Regions from separate parts of the Ovis aries genome. Here region 2 is linked to region 1. A link is a contact called in public Hi-C data. All regions are on one chromosome and are shown on one strand. The core of a region is the stretch at or near the end of the contact, and the rest is flanking DNA. Distances in the headings are between cores, read along the strand shown. Region 1 has its middle 34 kb from the start of PPM1D. Region 2 holds the start of CHCT1 (CHD1 helical C-terminal domain containing 1).

Region 1 (3,167 bases), core at 179-2,678:
GGGGGGTGTGCTTCCCTGCCTCTCTGTTGCTGCACGTGGGCTTTCTCTAGTGGCAGGGGCTACTCTTTGTTGAGGCACACAGGCTTCTTGTTCTGGTAGCTTCTTTCTCGCTGTGGAGTGCAGGCTCTAGGGAACTTGGGCTTCAGAAGCTGCAGTGCACTGGCCTCGTTGCTTCTCGCATGTGGGATCTTCCCAGACCAGGGATCAAACTTGTGTCTCCTGCATTGGCAGGCAGATTCTTTTTTTCTTTTTGGACAGGTAGATTCTTAACCATGGATTGCCAGGGAAATGGGATGATCTGATGAATATGTTCCAACTGTTGCGGGAAGCAGGACCCCTTCCAGGGCCCGAAACCAGGCTCTTCTCTAACACTCAGAAGTGAACTGTCTGAGGAGACACATGTGCTGACAAAGCAAGAGATTTAATTGGGAAAGGGCACCCAGGTGGAGAGCAGCAGGGTAAGGGAACCCAGGAGAACAGCTCTGCTACATGGCTTGCAGTCTCGGGTTTTATGGTGATGGGATTAGTTTCCGCGTTGTCTTTAGCCAATCATTCTGACTCAGAGTCCTTCCTGGTGGTGCACGCCTTCTTCAGCCAAGATGGATGCCGGAGAGAAGGATTCTGGGAGGTGGTCGGACATGTGGTGTCTCCTTTTGACCTTTCCTGAACTCTTCCGGTTGGCGGTGGCTTATTAGTTCCGTGTTCCTTACCAGCATCTCCTGTAGTGAAACAACTCATGCAAATAGCTGATGCCTGGCCAGGGAGGGCGGTTTCAATCAGTGAGCTTCCACTCACACAGTGACTTCTGGAAGTTCCATTTAAGAGAACTGTACACCTTAAGGATAACTGAAATAGTCCACACCAGAATGAGTTTAAATCACAACTGACTCTGAGTCTGATGGAAGCAGGACGAGCTCTAAGTAAAGACTCTGCTGAGAGGTGGGGGATATGTGAGAATGGACCATGTTTAGGAATGAGCTTGCCTGGAGATCAGCTTCCAGAATGACAGAGGGAGGACCTCAGTGAACAAACTCTCCCACAAAAAAAAAACAGTGAAAATAGAAGCAAAACAACGAACATCAACCTTTTTAGAACTTGGGAAACTAACCAAAGCCACAGAGCAACCTGAAAATCATCTATCTGAGAGAAACGACAGGACTGTGCTTATAAAATGGGATCAGTGGTATTTTGTGAATGGGATACTCTTTCCATCCCCTCCCTCCCCAGCTCAGGTGGGTGGTAGCCACAGAAAGCCAGCAGTCTCTCAGCCAATGGAGAGGACTGACCTCTTGTGGAGCTCATTGAAAAGCAACACCCCCAGAGCACAGTCAATATTTTGTCTGAACTTGGAGCTCCCTGGAAAATCTCTATTCTTAGGCAGTTGTGGCTGTTTGATTTGACTCAGACTTCAGCGCAACAGAACAAAATAACCCTACTCCCAGGGCATTATCAAAACAATAGCCATCCACTGGCAACGTAGCAGCTCCCTGAGGCTCTGCTTTCAGTGGAGTTAGCAAGAGGCAGGCTGGGAATCTGAGTATACCTTGGAGAACTGGATAATCATGGGGCACTCTGGAAATCTCTAACATATTCCAGGGATCCTGAAATGCTGTGTGAATTCACAAGGTTTGCACAGGAGAGATGTGGAAATGAAGAAGGTCTTATTCACTGATTTCTGACTTTCAGGCTCTTCGCAAAACAAAAGTGAAAGCTAAGGAGATCCAGTAAACTGCCTATAGTTTGAAGGCATGCGTTCTCACAACAGTCCCTTGGTAAAGGGTGAAAGCCATAGGGATATCCATGGTAAAGGGTACCTCCTGTTCCTAAGTAACTTAAAAAAAATTGTATTGGACTGCACCAGGTCTTAGCTGTGGCAAATAGGATTTTTTTTTTTTTTTTTTTGCAGCATGCAAACTCTTAGTTGAAGCAAGCGGAATCTAGTTCCCTGACCAGGGATCGAACCTGACCCCTGCATTGGGAGCTCGGAGGCTTAATCCCTGGACTGCAAGGAAAGTTCACCTAATGAACTATAATTTTTCTTCATAAGGTTAGGGAATGAATAACAAGATCTAGAACCTCATTCTCAAGGAGTGTGAGAGGAGGGGAATTATTCGTCTGGAGAAATTAGAGGATGAAAATGAGGCTCAGTCCTGTCTAACTCTTTGCAATCCCATGGACAGTAGCCCTTCAGTCTCCTCTGTCCGTGGGATTTTCCTGGTAAGAATACTGGAGTGGGTTGCCATTCCCTTCTCCAGAGGATCTTCTGAACCCAGGTCTCCTGCATTGCAGGTGGATTCTTTACCGTCTGAGTCACCAGGGAAGTCCAGAGGGTGAAAAGGGAAAGTGATACAATAATGTAATCCTGTGAAGATTCAAAAGTGACCCTGGCATTGAGACTGGGCCCCCACTCCCGAACCTGAGACTCAAAACCACAGGGGGAAATGAAGAGCCACAGTGGCCTTTGCCTTCCTCTAATTTACCAAGGAAATCTACCCTATGGCCAGCTGGTGCTCAGTCCCTTCAGTCATGTCTGACTCTTTGCGACTCCATGGACTGTAGCCCCCCAGGCTCCTCTGTCTGTGGGATTCTCCAGGCAAGAATACTGACGTGGATTTCCATGCCCTCCTCCGGGAGATCTTCCCGACCCAGGGATTGAACCCATGTCTCCTGCGTCTCCTGCATTGCAGGCGGATTCTTTACCGCTGAGCTACTGGGCAAGCCCCATGGGCAGCAGGGAGTATCAAGAAAAGCAGGGAAACAAGGGGCTAAGGAAGAGTAGGAATGAACTAGGGATCCTCGGGCATAGGGCCTGGACCATGCACTCCCTTCTGTCCTTAGAATTTTCGTGTTTGTCATGTGTCATCTCTGGAAAGTGAAAGTGAAGTCGCTCAGTTGCATCCGACTCTTTGGACTGTAGTCTACCATGGGATTCTCCAGGCAAGAGTACTGAAGTGGGTTGCCATTTCCTTCTCCAGGGGATCTTCCCGACCCAGGGATCGAACCCAGGTCTCCTGCATTGCAGGCAGACGCTTTAACCTCTGAGCCACCAGGGAAGCCCTGGAGTGAAGGCAATAGCCATGACTGCTTGCTCTTGCCTCTGTCGGGGACTCAGAGAATCATTAGAGCTATCAGAATAAGAATTAGGAGGACAGCAGGAAGGCAGACCA
Region 2 (3,186 bases), core at 483-2,982, 140 kb after region 1:
CATTGGAAAAGACCCTGATGCTGGGAAAGATTGAAGGCAAGAGGAGAAGGGGACGACAGAGGATGAGATGGTTGGATGGCATCACCAACTCAATGGACATGGGTTTGGGTAGATTCCGGCAGTTGGTGATAGACAGGGAAGCCTGGTGTGCTACAGTGCATGGGGTCGCAAAGAGTTGGACACAACTGAGAGACTGAACTGAACTCTTTCTGTGTATGGTTAACTTCTTTGTTTTGAGGAGAGGACTGCACTGGGTCTTCATTGTGGCTTGTGGGCTTTCCCTCTAGTTGCAGAGCTTGGGTTCTCTAGTTGCAGTGAGTATGCTTAGTTACTTCACAGCATATGCGATCTTAGTTCCCCAACCAGAGATGGAACCTGGGTCCCCTGCATTGGAGGGTGGATTCTTTTTTAAATTTTTTTTAAATTTATTTACTTTTTTGACCATAGTGGGTCTTCATTGCTGCATGTGGGCTTTGTTTAGTTGTGGCAAGCAGGAGCCACTCTTTGTGGCGGTATGAAGGCTTCTCTTTGCAATGGCTTTCCTTGTGGAGCATGGCTCTAGGGCTTGCAGGCTTCATAGGCTCAGGGGCTTAGTTGCTCTGAGGCATGTGGGATATTCCTGGACCAAGGATGGAACCTATGTCCCCTGATTTGCAAGGAGGATTCTTAACTACTGGACCTTCAAGGAAGTACCAACATTAACTCATTTTATTCTCCCACAGATTTTGTAAGGCTAGAACTCTTTATTTTTGGTTACAGATGAGCAGAGGGTACCCGAGATGCTTAAGTAACTCCTTGGGGGAAAGGATCATCATTCATTTACTTGCTCATTCAACAAACACTTATTGAGTTCCTAAGTCCCAGGCCCAGTTCTTTGTATCCCTAATCTTTAGCTTCTTGCCAGACTAACAGGCCCTCAGGAAAGTGGGTGACAGTAATGGTGATGATGAGAAGGATCTTGCTGGCAGCAAGCTGGAGCAAAAGAAGTTGAAAATGAATCACAATGAGGTGACTTCAGAATAACACTTGAAGTCAGAGCACAGAATTAGATTGACATGAGATTTACACCTGCCTTTTAAAAAGCCTCCCAGAAAAGGGAGCGTGGGGGCTTCCCTGGCGGCGTAGTGGTTAAGACTCCAGGTTTCCACTGCAGATGACACAGGTTCAATCCTTGGTCAAGGAACTAAGATCCTGCGTGCCTCACGGGGGAGCCGGAACACAAGAGAGCGTGAAGCCCTGCCTGTGTTCAGGGGGCACAGGGAGATTTCAGGGAAAGGGCGGGAGAAAGATGCAGAGAGAATAGGACACAGGCTCCACCAGACTCCAGAGAGAGGGAACCCTGGTGGGTCAACTGGATAAACACTCCATACAAACCAGACAGATTATGACCCATTACACACACACACACACACACCAGCCTGTGAGTGTTCATAACTGACAATCGTCTTGCCAGGAATCTCCCCCATCATCTTGCCAGGTATCTATGTCCTGGATAAGCATCTGTCTGGATGAGTTAACCTTCTCTTGTTCTTTCAGTCCCTTACTGGTGAACCTCACCATTTCCCGCCCCCCCCCACCCCCCCCCCGCTCCCCGTCTTCTTCCTTGACACTCCTCTGCCTTCCCAAGCCAGCCCCTGAGGTCCTCCTTTCCTTCCCCCCTCACACCCTTAGCCCTACTTGACCTGCTCTAGAGGCTCCTCCCTTTCGTCCGCCTGCCCATCAGAGGCTTCCATCTCAACAGGAGCGCTGATGGGCTCCACAGCGGCACTCCCCGAGTCCCCTCAGGCTTCCCACCTCCTGCTTCTGGGCCCCCAGTGACTCAGGGAGTGGCACTCGGAACTCGGGGCAAAACCATGGCAACGGCCAACACAGAGCCCAGCGCCCCTCCCCCACGCGGCCCGGGTTCCCCCGGGTGCCCCGGAGCCCGCCCTGCAAGCCAGCAGCTTGGGCCAGGCGCACCCCAGACTTTGTCGGGGCTCACAGCTGCCCAGGAGGGGCGGGCACCCCTTCTCCAAAGAGCACTGTCGGGTGCTGTCGATTTTGAACTTGGGTAAAGCTTTAGGAATAATTCTCCTGCCTTCGTACCATTCAAGCCCTCCCCCGCCCCCCGGTTTCAGAGTGGGCTCGCCTGTGGGCTCCCCCCCCACCCCCGAGAGGAGAGAGAGAAGAGGTTTCGTAGCCGTCCTTTTCGGACCGGGGACAATGGGGAAGAGGATGCAGGGAGAACGTAGCATCCTCAAGCTCTCCCGGGATGCATCTTCTCTTCCATCGTCCGTAGCCTCCAGGAGGGAAGGAACCCACTGTGTTGGGTTGTGGGTGGATGGTGGTGGTGTTCTTAGGAAGTATACGAAAATACTAGCCACCCTCGTACCTCTTCCCCGGGGTAGGTCCCAGGGCTGGTGGTGGTTTAGTCTCTCAGTCGTGTCCGATACTTGTGAGGCCCCATGGACTGTTGCTCGCCAGGTTCCTTGTCCATGGGATTCTCCAGGCAAGAATACTGGAGTGGGTTGCCATTTCCTTCTGGAAGGGATCTTCCTGACCCAGGGATCGAACCCAGGTCTCTTACGTCTCCTGCATTGCAGCTGGATTCTTTACCGACCCTGCCACGAGGGAAGCCCCGGGATCACGGCTGGGAAGCCCCAGGTCTCAGTCGTGATCCCATTTCCTGAAACCACCACCCGAGAAGCACAGAATTCCCGTTATTTGCCTTGGGTCCCCCGCCACGAGGGGCGGCGCCGAGGTTCGGGTAGGAGTCCGGCCGGCCTGGCTTTTCCCTCCTGCGTCGCCCTCGGGGGAAGCCAGGCCGCAGGCGTAGAGGGGGCTGGCGGGGTCCGCGCGTCTCCCCGGCCGGCTTGTCCTGGAGGCGCTCCGGGGCGCGGGGCCACGCCGCCCCTCGTCTCTAACGCGGCCCTTGCATCCCCCGTCAGCTCGCCGGGCGGGTCAGGGCGGTGGTAAGACTGCCGCCCCGTCCCCTCACCTAACCAGCATCTTCTTCTTTGGATCGCTGGACACCCTCTGCTGGCCGGTCCCTTCCTGTTTTCTGGGCCCGGGCCCCGTTTTCTCCAGCCGGTTCTGCGCTCTCCCCCGCCTTCGACAGCAGGAGTCAGCGTGCAGTCTGCAGACACTTGCTGCCGCACGGTCTTCCCAGGCCTCTCTCTCGCCATCTGGCGGCGGTACCTGCGACTG

The links. A called contact is a pair of places that touch in the nucleus more often than the background predicts.
Region 2: a contact with region 1 is called in a Hi-C map of liver, with 2.2 times the contacts expected there. The contact joins the promoter of CHCT1 here to the enhancer-like site in region 1. A contact is called at or near these places in 4 of 16 Hi-C or Micro-C datasets (liver, mixed tissues, muscle and 1 more).

Annotation. Positions count from the first base shown.
Region 1 is chr11:12,103,178-12,106,344 of ARS-UI_Ramb_v3.0, forward strand. No RefSeq gene overlaps it. Among named protein-coding and RNA genes, the nearest start is that of PPM1D, 34 kb to the left of the region's middle. Within about 2 kb of position 1,429, at least 5 of the 54 cell types and tissues checked have an H3K27ac peak or open chromatin away from gene starts, as enhancers often do. A contact at or near this core is called in liver, where this site is marked.
Region 2 is chr11:12,243,641-12,246,826 of ARS-UI_Ramb_v3.0, forward strand. CHCT1 (CHD1 helical C-terminal domain containing 1) reads right to left here and starts at 1,733. Exons shown (of 6, transcript XM_004012426.5): 1 at 1,683-1,733. The coding sequence starts at 1,733.